Regions from separate parts of the Mus musculus genome. Here regions 2, 3 and 4 are each linked to region 1. Evidence: chromatin contacts called from public HiChIP or PLAC-seq and promoter capture Hi-C data. All regions are on one chromosome and are shown on one strand. The core of a region is the stretch at or near the end of the contact, and the rest is flanking DNA. Distances in the headings are between cores, read along the strand shown. Region 1 holds the start of Crybb3 (crystallin, beta B3). Region 2 holds the start of Cryba4 (crystallin, beta A4). Region 3 holds the start of Srrd (SRR1 domain containing). Region 4 overlaps Sez6l (seizure related 6 homolog like).

Region 1 (2,856 bases), core at 180-2,679:
GAATCAAGTGACAGCCATGTGATGTGTGCTGTGCTCACGTGACCTCTCATCGCGACAGCTCAGGCTGTCGTCAACCCTGCAATGGAGGCTACTCTTGAATTCCTGATCCTCCTGCCTCTGGCCCCCGTCAGTGATGATCTGCGGCTGGTTGATTTGTGTGGAGGAACACAGGCCTCCCTCGTGCTAAGCCAGCATACAGCCTCTGAGCTACAGGAAGAAGAAACCCTGTACTGTCACGGAATGTCCCCCACAATCTCATGCGTAGAGCATCTGGCTTCCAGACAGACAGAAGTGCAAGTGCCATTTTTGGAAACTGGAGCTTTTAGGAGCTGGTCTGACTGGAAGAAGCAGCTGGGGTCTGGTCCTCCAGAGCGTCCTGTCCCTGCCCCCTTCCCATGTCCGTCTCCTTGCTTCGGTATCTTGCCTCAAAACAAAGAACTTTGTCTACTACACGCCCCATGTCATGACACTCTCTACAAATATGTGGCAACCAGCAACCTTGGCTTCAGTCGTCTAAAACTGCCAGCCAAAATAAACTGTCCACCCTTGTTTCTGTCAGACATTTTAGCCACAGTGACTTAGTGCTAACCAGTACATTTGTTTATGGGCCTGGGACGATGGCTAAGTGGTCGTGCAAGCACAAGGAGCAGAGTTCAAATCTCCAGCACCCCACGAAAAGCCAGTGGTGAACTGGGCAGTGACGACACACGCTTTTAATCCCAGCACTTGGGAGGCAGAGGCAGGTGGATTTCTGAGTTCAAGGTCAGCCTGGTCTATAGAGTGCGTTCCAGGACAGCCAGGGCTATACAGAGAAACTTTGTGTCAGTGGTTGGGGATGGAGACAGGAAGATTGCTGGGGCTGGCTGTGGATCTAGCTCCGTTTTCAGTGAGGGACCCTGTCTCAAGGGAATACAGCAAAGCAGGGTAAAGCGGGGGCACCAGCCTCTTCTTCTGGCATCTGTGTGCACCCAGGCTCACTCAGCCACATACACGATGCATACTCACACACTGAAACTCAATTCAGTTTGTAGCTCTGACCGTAAGAACTCAGTGATTTGCCTCAGTCGTGGAATCTGTAAAATGGCACCCCAAGGATCCGAAATTGGGATGTAGGCTGACTTGAGGATTTGAGCCTACAGCAAACAGCTTTATGACCCCCAAGTAACTGATGTGGCCTCTTTCAAACACAGTCTCATCATTGACATGTGTAGTCTGGCCAGCATCCCACAAAGCCAGCAAAGGCCATCGGTTCCCAGGAAGTCATCAGACTTGTGCAAGAGGTGACTGGCCTTAGGGGGCCTTCCCGGACACACCATTAGGATGAAATGGCCCGGACAGGATCGGGTGGACAGGATGCTATCTCAGCATCCCGTAATGTGCTGGGCCAACAGAACATGCCCATAAATAGGCCAGCCTTGGAGGCACGCCAGTCTGGAGACAACTGGTCCTGGAAGCAGGTTTGTACTGGACTGGGTGAGGCAGGGGGGAGTGTACTGTTGAGGAAGGTGCAACCTCGGGTCTCTCTGGTGTGCATGGCCCTTGTCTGGCTCACTCGAGGGTAGGGAGGGTGACCTCCAGGAACCAAGCCTGCCAACTAGGCCCAGCCACAGACAGAGCTGGTGAACTGTATTGTCTGCGGGTCTGAGCACGAGGCTGGGTCCCAATTGTTTGTGTGGGCTGAGGACCAAGGAGTGGGCAGCTCTGAGAAAGGGAATACCCGGTCATCCCCATGAAGTGGGCCAAGGCCCATGTCCTAATGATGCAGGTTAGATACAGAGCAGAAGCTGCTGGACCTCACACAAGTGTGTCATGAGGGAGGAGCGGGTCAGTCGGGGACAGGTGTTGTGCAGGACAGTGCATGTGTGTGCACGCCCATACACCCTTGCTGGCGAGCAAATGTCTGCAGACCTGTGTCCTAGGTCTCTGCCTCCTGAGGCTAAGAGAGACTTCCAGGGTCCACTATGCGAGAGCCTAGAACACGGTAAGCACTCAATAGTCAGCTTCACGGTCAGGGATGGTTTCCAAAGACCTGGCCCATTTAATGGCTGCTCAGTCCGTCTGTTTTTCCTGCCTGCTGTGGTCTGCTGTCCACCCTGGCTGTCCTGAGGTCCAGTCCTGGGCACTGAGGCTGCAGAGAGCCCATAGAGATACCCAGCCCTTTACAGGGAGCATTTGGTTGTGTGTGTGGGGTGGGGGGAGAGTGCCATCCAGTTTAAGTCCTTTCTTCCCTGTGTTCTCAGTAAACTGGTCTTTCATTACTGGGCCTCTGGGATTCCCCAGTCCCACTGACTGGCCCAGATGCGTGGCCCAAAGCAGGTGTCCAGGAGGTGTTTGTTGACTGATTATAGATCTTGGCCCTCAGTGCTGTTTGGGTGGGAACCCACCAGTCCCTGATCCTGCTGGCCGCAGCTGGTGACCTGGTTCTCCTCCAGTTTGAGGCAGAAGTATCCCCAGAGAGATGGCGGAGCAGCACGGAGCACCTGAGCAGGCTGCAGCTGGCAAGAGCCATGGAGGCCTTGGGGGCAGCTACAAGGTACCTGGCTGGATCTTGATGGGACCTAGAGCCCAGGGCTGAGGGCTACAACTGACCCAGTGGAGTTCCCGGGCACCAGGCTTCGGGGGATGTGGGCTTCAAGCTCCGCCTTTCCTGTGTGACCTCGCTTGAGTTGCTTGGTGTTTCTGGGTGCTGACAGCTTCATCTTTAAAAACAAAAAAACAAAAAAACAAAAACAAAAACAAAAAAACCGGAAGCGATGCCTGTTGTCCCCGGTCCCAGAATTGTCACGTGATAAAGCGGGTGGCCTGAGCATGGTTGGTGGATGGGGGGAGTGTGACATCGCTCGCTCTGTCCATCCC
Region 2 (2,856 bases), core at 107-2,606, 830 kb after region 1:
TTATCATATTTATGTTCATAGCATCCTGTGCTTTCAGGCTAACCATTAAAGTTTGTGTGTGTGAGAGAGAGAGAGAGTGAGAGTGTGTGTGAGTGTGTGAGAGTGTGTGAGAGAGTATGTGAGTGTGTGTGTGTGAGTGTGTGTGAGACTGTGTGAGTGTATGAGTGTGTGAGAGTGTGAGGGTGTGAGAGAGCATGTGTGTGTGTGTGTGTGTGTGTGCACTCACATGGAGGTCAGAAGGTCAGAGGGTAACTTTCAGGAGTCAGTTCTCCCTACTACCCTGTGGTCCTGAGGATTAAAGTCAGGCTTGGAGGTACCCCACTGAGCTTTGTCTTTTTTATTTCACAGCACAACTGAGGCTTAGAGGCATTCACTGGGAACCTGCTCAAAAGTAATTAGCCCCCAGGCACGGGATGCAGACACAGGCTACTGGCTGTGGAGACTGCACCGGTCCACCCTTCCGGTCCACCCTTCGCCACGCCCTGAACGTGAGACAACTGTTCTGACATCCCAGGAAGGAAGAGATGTTGCTATTTTCCTGGCCATCAAAGGACTCGCTCTTTATCTGGGTCACCCAGTAGCAAGGCTGAGTTTTACCACAAGCCGCTCCTGCCATGCTACCCTCTCCTGCAACAGGACCCCTCAGAGGCAGGGATCAGGGGATTCCATATGCTTTGGGTGCTTATCTGGCATGCACTGCTTTGGGAAGCATGCTAGCAAGCTGCAGCGCCCCCCCCCCCCCCGCCCCGCCCTTTGCTTCTGCATGCACAGCCCTGGATGCTTCTGCCTTGTGGAGTGCATGGGTTCTAGCCCTGACCACCACTCTCACCTCCTGAGAAGAGTTGTACTGCTGGGTATTTGTTATCCAAAGCCCTTGCTCCAGGCCCCCAGGGTTTTGCTTAGAACCGGTTACTTCCAAGCTACTGTATACATTGTTTCCACTTTTTCAAAGAGTATCCTCAAGTGAAAGTGTGACGTCCAGCTAGAAGAGGCAGGGGCAGGTGAGGTGAAGGAGGAGGGCAGGCACAGAACTCTATGATCTGGCTTCTGTCTGTCCTATCATGCAGACAGACAGAAGGACACCCACCATCAAGATGATGTTGGGTCCCTAGTCCTGGACAGGAGTCCTGTGGAACCAATGGAAATAGGCTATCTACCCCTCATATTCCCTAGTGCTGACCCTGGGCAAGCCACCAGTCCTTCCCCACTAAAGGCAGAGCTGCTGACATGTCCACTCTGGGCCTTGGCCAGGACTGGCTTTTGTTTCTATCTCTGGCTTGCTGAGTCTGTGTTTGTCCCTTGGGGCCCCTGTTCCTTTCCTGCCTATAAGAGCCCTGACCTTGTCTGGTTCTGGTTCTGACGTGTGCTCTGGGCCCTTCTTGGTAAGTATGAGAGGGAGACAGGAGTGGGGCCGAGCTCTCTGGTGGCATCATCCTACAATATCAATCTTGGGGATGTCACTGGCTAACCCTGAATGCCATCACATCCCAGGAAGTCTACAAGTGTGTCAGACTGCTGCCTGTGACTCTTAGTTAAATGCCAAGATCCCCCTCCCCTATCATTTTGTGACCTGTGTGTCCACTATGAGAGCCACGCACTAGGCTAGCACTGCACTTTGTTTTGGTGTGTGTGTGCACTCACTTGTGTGTGTGTGTGTGTGTGTGTGTGTGTGTGTGTGTGCGCATGCATGTATGTATGTATGTATGTATGTATGTATGCATGTATGTATGTGCCTGTATGTATGTGTGCATGTGTGTGAGTGTGCATGTGTGAACTTGTGTATGTGTGTGATTGTGCACATGTGCATGTGGGTGTGTGTCTGTGTGTGCATGTGTGTGATTCATCCACCTCTCTCCACTCATCTGGCACTGCAGTCCACTGTGAGCTGGGCTGGAGACAATGGCACCCAGATGTGGCTGAGATTGGTGCTGTTTGCACGTGGGTGGGGTGGGAGAAGGATCGCCCCCGTCCTGGGATACCCAGACCCATCTTGATTCTGACACTGTCCAAGTCAGCCTTCAGTCAGAGATGCTGCTGGGAACCAGATGGAAGGTGACTGTGTTCTTCTCTCTGTAGGACCGTGCCAACATGACCCTGCAGTGCACCAAGTCAGCTGGACACTGGAGGGTAGGGAGTACCCTGGGAGGGGAGGGAAGGAAGTCGACATCTAAGAACCTCTTACAACAACTTCATTGAACCCCATCATCCTGCAGGAGGGCTACTGACTGCCTTGAGCCCAAGGCTCAGACTAGGGGGCAACCTGCCTGAGGCACGCAACCCGAGTTGGTCCCCACCCTTGAGTCCTGGCACACAATCATTCTACTGTGCTTCTCTGGCCGTGCTTGGCTTTGCAAAGGGAAACTAAAATCTGGGTGTGATAGCTTATGCCTGCCCTAGCATTGGGGAAGTAAAGGCAGAAGGAAGCTCGTAGGCTCAAGGCCAGCCTGGGTCTTGCGAGATCTTGTCTCACAAAAAATAATATAGCGGAGCCACATAAAAGCCTTTGATGAAGGCTTTGGGAAATGGAAGCTCTGCTTGTTTTCTTACCTAATGACAGTCAAGGGTGGAGACAAAATTGTGCTGTCCAGGATCCCACGGTCCACCTTGCTCACCCACCTGGCCCTGGAGGCATGTGACCTCTGCTTTACCTGTTTGACTCACTCTGAGTCCAGGGTAAGATCCTCTCTGCTCGCCAAACCTTGATGTCCACAGATTCCCTCCTTCTTTCCTGCACAGATGGTGGTGTGGGATGAAGAAGGCTTCCAGGGCCGACGGCATGAATTCACAGCTGAGTGTCCCAGTGTCCTGGAACTTGGTTTTGAGACGGTGCGATCTCTCAAAGTCCTGAGCGGAGCG
Region 3 (2,856 bases), core at 202-2,701, 740 kb after region 1:
TGACCCACAAGGTTCAATAAACACTTGGTTTCAAAGCAGCCTTCAGAGCTTGTGTTTTAGAATAAAAAGAGTTCGGGTAGCAGATACTTCAAAGGCCTTTTTTTTTTTTTCAGCAGAAAATAGCTTTGCAGAAGGGAAACCAGACGACGAGTGTAGAAGGTACTGGGTGTAAGGGACCACACCAGTCAAATGGTCCCAAAATTAAGGAACTGGCACTCAGGAGCCTAATCAGAATGTGCGCAGCCCTTCAGAGTGCAAGAGAGAACTTTGACAGAGGGGAAGACAACTCAGTGTATCATGGAATACTCTGCCAGAAAAGAGTCTTGGCCTCACTCTGATTCTTCGCTCCTCCAAGAGAACTGTCCAGAAACAGGTGGTACAGGCATTAAAATTACTATCCACGAGGCTGAAATTTTCTGACAGTCTTATTTCACTGTGTGGATAACACTGGGAGGAAACACAAAAATAATTTAATCCTTTTCCTTGACAAGCCTTCCGTCATTTTCATCTATAGTCTTTGTTTTGTTTTGTTTATTTGTTTGTTTGTTTTTTCGAGACAGGGTTTCTCTGTATAGCCCTGGCTGTCCTGGAACTCACTCTGTAGACTCAGGCTGTCTCTGCCTCCCAAGTGCTGGGGTTAAAAGTGTGCGCCACCACCACCTGGCTTCATTAAGACTATAGTCTTAATCCCACTTTTCTGGTTAATTCCTTCAAGGACAGGATCTCTAAAGCTGGCCACAATCTGCCACCTGTGGAAATAGTACGTTGAAGTCTCTTAGGGAGGGAGCCAGGCATGGTAGTTTAGGCCTTTTATCCCAGCGCACTGGAAATAGACAGGCAGATTGCTGAGTTCCAGGCAAGCTATGGCTACAAAGCAGGACCCTCTCTTAAAAGCGAGTAAACTCTCTTAGGAAGAAGGAAGTGCCCGAGGGGCATCCCCCACGAACCCGAAAAGGCCTCTTAAATATCAGTCACCTCAACTACACACACCTCGTTCTGCAGCAAACACAGGGCGAGCACACTGTGCAGGGCATCTCTGTTCCTGGAACCACCCCTCCCATTCCCTGAGGCCTGCTCGGAGGACCTAACAGCGAGTTCTCAAAGGTCCCGATGAGGTCAGTGATTGTGTAAGGGACCTAAAGAGGCCATGACACCCTAAGAGTACAGGCAGGGGGACAGTGCGGGTGCGCGCGGGGACGGAGGGAAGTCCCTCGCTGGTCAGGAGCCCCGAACCCTGCGGCCCGATCGCGTGGATCAGGCTCGCCCGCCCGCCCGCCCACCGGGACCCCGGGCTCTGTCTGGCCGCCCGCGGGAAAACCCCCGATACCTGCGCCCGCCCGGCAGCCCCGCGATCACGCGCGGACCCACCTCCCGCCGGTGGGGGCTTGGCGATGACGTGAGGTGTGACGCAGCCTGTGACGTCGGCGGCACGGCGGCCGCTCTGGCGCACTCTGCTGACGTCAGAGCATGGCGGCGGCGGCTCTCGAGCCCTGGAGCGCGGTGGCTCCGCGGAGGAGGAAGCGCGCGGCGGGAAGGCGACCGCGGCCGGGCGAGGGGCCCCGGGCCGAGCCGGAGGCGGACGGCGAAGCGGTGCTACGCCGCCTGCGGGAGGCCGAGTGAGTGCAGCGCCGAGAGGCAACTCCAGCCTCAGTGTCCCTAACCTGGAAATGGGTGTGCCAACCCGCTGGGAAAGGCTGAGTTCTCCCTCCGGTGTCACTGTAGCAAGCTCTCAGTAAAGCTGCCATTCCCATTCGCTGCGGCTGCGGCAGTTTATCATCCTGTGTCCCTGTCTGCCACCTTTGAGATGGGGGTTTAAGCATTACGTAGGGATGCTCAGAGGATTGTGTGATGTGACTGTAGAGCACTCCCTGGCACCCAAGCTCGAGGTGGGGGAGGAGGGTGTCAGAAGGTGCTCAGAAGACCTCTGCTTTCACTGCATAGGTTAGGACAATCAAACTCAAATGTGAGGCTTGGTGGCAAGAACCTTTACCCTATAAATCATCAGCTCTGGATTTGGAGGCGGGATCTTGTACTATAGCTTAGGCTAGCCCAGCAGCCCTGAATTGGAGGATATCCCGTCTTTGCTGTGGGCCACACACCACATTGGTTATTATCCGTATTGTAAATCGAGGTTGCAGCAAACACAGATGTCAACATTTGCATCAATGGTTTACTGAGCAGCAGCTGTGTGCGCAGACTTTTGCAGCCTATGTATTTCACAGGCTCACTGGAATCCTGGGCACTCCGAGAGACATACAAAGATCATTGTTTCAGGCCCAGGCCTTGGTGACTTCAAACCCCATGCTTCCACCTAATCATTATCATGTACTCTATTATGTTACATCCATCTCCCCAGCACTTGGTCTGTACCTTCTTACAGGGCACATAGACGGTGCCCACCATACACAGGCTACACCGTGTTCTTGCCTTTTCTAGTTTTGGTCTTACAGGGCTAAGTTAGAAATGTTGGTAGCATTTTGTATGGGTCAGAAGGGCTGTGATGAGGGGGGCAAGTTACACTTAAAAAGCATTGGTGACCCAGAAGTTACCTCTGAACATAAATTACTGGCGGTGCAGCTGAGAGGACAGATAGAAGCAAGCAGTGCCTTAAAGTCTCGAGATTAGTGAGACATAGGTGTCTAGGACCTGAACTCTTCAAGGCGCACACCAGATAGTCATTGTTTCCTCAGCTGCTTCAGAATCTCCCAGAATGCCCTGCTTCTCCCAGCATCCTTCCAGGGGTGTGGTTATCACTCCTGAGCATAGAGAATCTGATTCAGGGCTACTTAGAATATTACAGAGTACTTTGATTTATCGGGCACTTCTTTCCTTAGAAGAATGTAGGTCGCCTGGGGG
Region 4 (2,856 bases), core at 158-2,657, 530 kb after region 1:
TGGTGTGAGAGCTGAGGCCGGCAGGGCTGGAACTTGTAGGTGAGGGCAAGTGCATTCATAATTGAGCGGGGAGAAGCAGGCTCACGCGGGGCCTTGCAAAAAAAGAAACGACCTAAGCCCAGCAAAGAAAGAAGCTCTGACAGACGCCACACAGAGTGGGTCTCAGCTCAGTTTTGGAGATTCATTTCAACTGCTTGGTGGAGAGATGCAAACGAGAAGCATCTTCTACATCTCGACGAGGTGGGGGTGGGGGAAGCCATGGCTTGAACTTGTGTGAAGCTGTGCAGACATGGGGAGGAGGCAGGCCGAAGTTAACAGACCTGTTCACGGATACAATATGTGAAAGTATGTTCTCGTCACTGCAGGAACATTGGCCTGATCAGGCTGCCATTGAGTATAGAGAGGGAGACCCGAGAGTCTGAGGAGCTCTTCTCAGGCCTGGGTGGAGAAAGTCAATCCTTAGCCATGCAGCGCTGAACTACGCATGCGCATCTCACGCATGCGCGCTGCATGGCGTCATTCCAACACTAAAGCTTAAGGGGAGGGCTGTGAGCTCCAGGCCAGCCTGAGCTTCCTAGTGAGACCATGCCTCAGAGTGACGAATCAGGGTGCCCACAGATAGCCTGACATGTGGGTACGCACCTCTACCCGCTTTCCCCTCAAAGCCGCTGCAGCAACCAGAATCCCGTTTTTGGATTTTTCCCCCCTCTACACTTGCGTGTTTTGTTTTCTTTTGTTGAGAAAGGGTCTCACTCTGTAACCCAGGCTGAACTCAAATTTCACCATCCTCCTGCCTCGGCCTTCTGACTGCCGGATTGACAGGTGCACACAACCACACCCAGGGCCATCTATCCCTTCATTCCAATTCATCCAATGTAAATGGGCACATGGGAGGGTTCCATGGGAGGGGCCATGGGGGTGTGGGAGGAGCCCATGGGAGGGTCACATGGGTGGGGTTGTGGGCGGGTTACGTGGGAGAGTCACGTGGGTGGTCTGTGGGCGGAAACAGGGGGAGGGACACTGGGGAGGGGCACAGGCTACCCAGTTCCCTGTTAATCCTCACTGTTTAACCTTGGTCTCCACACATAGTGAATGCTCTTTCGTCTCCGCTGGTGTTTATCCCACAATCACCTGTACACATGGCTTTGGCTGCTTGCCAGCTGTTCTGTTCCAATCAACACGGCCCAGTGGGTTCTTGATGGTTCTCTAGCGGGTGGAGACTCTCTCCAGAGGGCTGCATGTACCTCCTCCCTCGAGAAAGAGAGATCTGCAGTTCTGGGGCAAAGTGACCAGAACCATTCGCTGGCGCTGGCATAGGGACAAATGAAAGGCGTGAGTGTTCTGTTATGGAAATGGGGTGGTTGGTGGCCTTCCAGGGAGACCCAATGTCAACTGACTGTGGGAAGAGTTAATAACCACTCCCGGCCCAGCCAACTGGGCTCCGTTGCTAAGCAACTGCCTCCCGGAGTTACATAATATAAAAGAGAAACACTTATTTTTTTCCTAAATGGAACAGGGTTTCTTCAGTAATGGAGGCATTTTCACCTTGATGTTTCCTGTCTCCAGTGGACCTGGTGACTTAGACGTGACCATAGCCTTGGGGTAGCCTTGAAGCTGCTATGACCCCATCTAAAAATGAGCCAGTTCCGAGAATGGAGCAAATGAGACCACTGGGTTTCTTCCTCGTATGTATGCATGGAATTCCCAGGCAACCCATGGCTACATCTCCCTCTGTAGATTCCTGAAAGGGATCAATCGGATGACAGCACTTTGACCCAGCTCAGAGCTGGGCTGCCGCAAAGTGGGACAGGCTGGTGTAGCTCCTGTCACTGGCTGGGTCCTGGCTCCCGGCTCCCAGATACATCCTGAGCAGAGATAAATCTGCCTCTCCTCCGAGGTGCAGTATTAGAGATAGGATGGAGTGAACCACGTGTGGGTCCGTTCACTGTGCACCTCACTGTTCTCTTCTGGGAAATGGGCTCAGTGTGGGTAATGGTGGTATCCTTCATGATCAAACCAGCCTGCAGAGTTGTTCAAGACTGCAGCCAAAATCTAGTGGACAGAAAGCTGAAAGTGTTCGGGCGGGGGGTGGGGGGGAATCCTGTACATGTCCAGTGTCAGGAAGATGAGGCCAAGGACAACAACTGAGCAGGGGATTCCTGTGGTGGCCTCGAGTAGACACGAACTTCTAAAGCTTGTGGGTGGAAGAGATGGCAAGACAAACAGATACAAGATTTGGCAGGCAGGAACCCACCACTGCAACAAAGTATCAGAGACTGAGGTGTTTGTAAACCATAGAAATGAATTTCTCACCCACGCTGGACTGGCGAGGCAAACTTGTGAGCTTCCACAGGACTTTCTCCTTCCAAGGTGTCATGTTACTGCTGTGTCCTCTGGAGGGGACAAGTGCTCTGACTGTTGAAGAAGCCAAAAGGCCAGGGAGGGTTACAATCACCCCTCAAGCCCCCACCCCCCACCCCGCCACTTCACACAGTACTCTCCCATTGGGCCTTGAGTTTGAATTTTGAAGGAACGTTTAAATCATAACAAGAAGGAACTACAGGGTCAGAGCAACTTCTCGCAGCGATGGGACTATGAATATTCATGACAGGCACATCTGATTTGCATACTAGGTAAATGAGGAACTGATTTATAGAAAGCCCTCCCACTGAAGTCTTTTAATTTAGTCATTCTTGATTCTACAAGGAGCTGCAGACGTTTTTAAATGTACAGGTGGCCAGACCCCACCCTGCTAGTGGGTTCTAGAACTTTACCTTTGATTTCCCCCATGACTCCTCCTGCGGGCATGATGGGAATTTGGGTGCTCGAATCAAGATCTCCACCCAAAGCCACACG

The links. Promoter capture Hi-C pulls out the DNA fragments that hold promoters and counts their contacts. HiChIP or PLAC-seq counts read pairs in DNA pulled down with a chosen protein or histone mark.
Region 2: a promoter capture Hi-C map of embryonic stem cells shows a contact between it and region 1, with 4 times the contacts expected there. The contact joins the promoter of Cryba4 here to the promoter of Crybb3 in region 1. A contact is called at or near these places in 16 of 39 promoter capture datasets (the C10 cell line, the HPC-7 cell line, HPC-7-derived erythroid cells and 10 more), 1 of 15 datasets of contacts at CTCF or cohesin (large pre-B cells), 1 of 484 Hi-C or Micro-C datasets (embryonic stem cells), 3 of 115 datasets of contacts at active chromatin or transcription factors (acute myeloid leukemia, large pre-B cells and pancreatic cancer cells) and 3 of 9 other capture datasets (adipose tissue, embryonic stem cells and embryonic tail).
Region 3: a contact with region 1 is called in a promoter capture Hi-C map of neural stem cells. The contact joins the promoter of Srrd here to the promoter of Crybb3 in region 1. A contact is called at or near these places in 17 of 39 promoter capture datasets (the 3T3-L1 cell line, the C10 cell line, the SN4741 cell line and 11 more), 5 of 484 Hi-C or Micro-C datasets (the HPC-7 cell line, cerebral cortex, cortical neurons and 2 more), 5 of 115 datasets of contacts at active chromatin or transcription factors (embryonic basal ganglia, embryonic forebrain, embryonic hindbrain and 2 more) and 2 of 9 other capture datasets (embryonic stem cells and pancreatic islet).
Region 4: a contact with region 1 is called in an H3K4me3 HiChIP or PLAC-seq map of embryonic stem cells, with 14 read pairs. The contact joins the enhancer-like site here to the promoter of Crybb3 in region 1. A contact is called at or near these places in 4 of 39 promoter capture datasets (cranial neural crest, embryonic stem cells, hippocampal neurons and 1 more), 2 of 115 datasets of contacts at active chromatin or transcription factors (embryonic basal ganglia and embryonic stem cells) and 1 of 9 other capture datasets (embryonic stem cells).

The regions. Positions count from the first base shown.
Region 1 is chr5:113,080,157-113,083,012 of GRCm38.p6, reverse strand. Crybb3 (crystallin, beta B3) reads left to right here and starts at 1,429. Exons shown (of 6, transcript NM_021352.3): 1 at 1,429-1,457; 2 at 2,363-2,533. The coding sequence starts at 2,459.
Region 2 is chr5:112,251,018-112,253,873 of GRCm38.p6, reverse strand. It overlaps Cryba4 (crystallin, beta A4), which reads left to right and starts at 1,356. Exons shown (of 6, transcript NM_021351.2): 1 at 1,356-1,382; 2 at 2,077-2,127; 3 at 2,737-2,855. The coding sequence starts at 2,089.
Region 3 is chr5:112,341,635-112,344,490 of GRCm38.p6, reverse strand. It overlaps Srrd (SRR1 domain containing), which reads left to right and starts at 1,451. Exons shown (of 7, transcript NM_001359388.1): 1 at 1,451-1,616. The coding sequence starts at 1,468. It overlaps Hps4 (HPS4, biogenesis of lysosomal organelles complex 3 subunit 2), which reads right to left and starts at 1,396. Exons shown (of 14, transcript NM_001359853.1): 1 at 1,328-1,396; 2 at 1-447.
Region 4 is chr5:112,550,637-112,553,492 of GRCm38.p6, reverse strand. All of the region lies in intron 1 of Sez6l (seizure related 6 homolog like), which reads left to right. Among named protein-coding and RNA genes, the nearest start is that of Sez6l, 25 kb to the left of the region's middle. Within about 2 kb of position 1,407, at least 60 of the 459 cell types and tissues checked have an H3K27ac peak or open chromatin away from gene starts, as enhancers often do. A contact at or near this core is called in embryonic stem cells and hippocampal neurons, where this site is marked.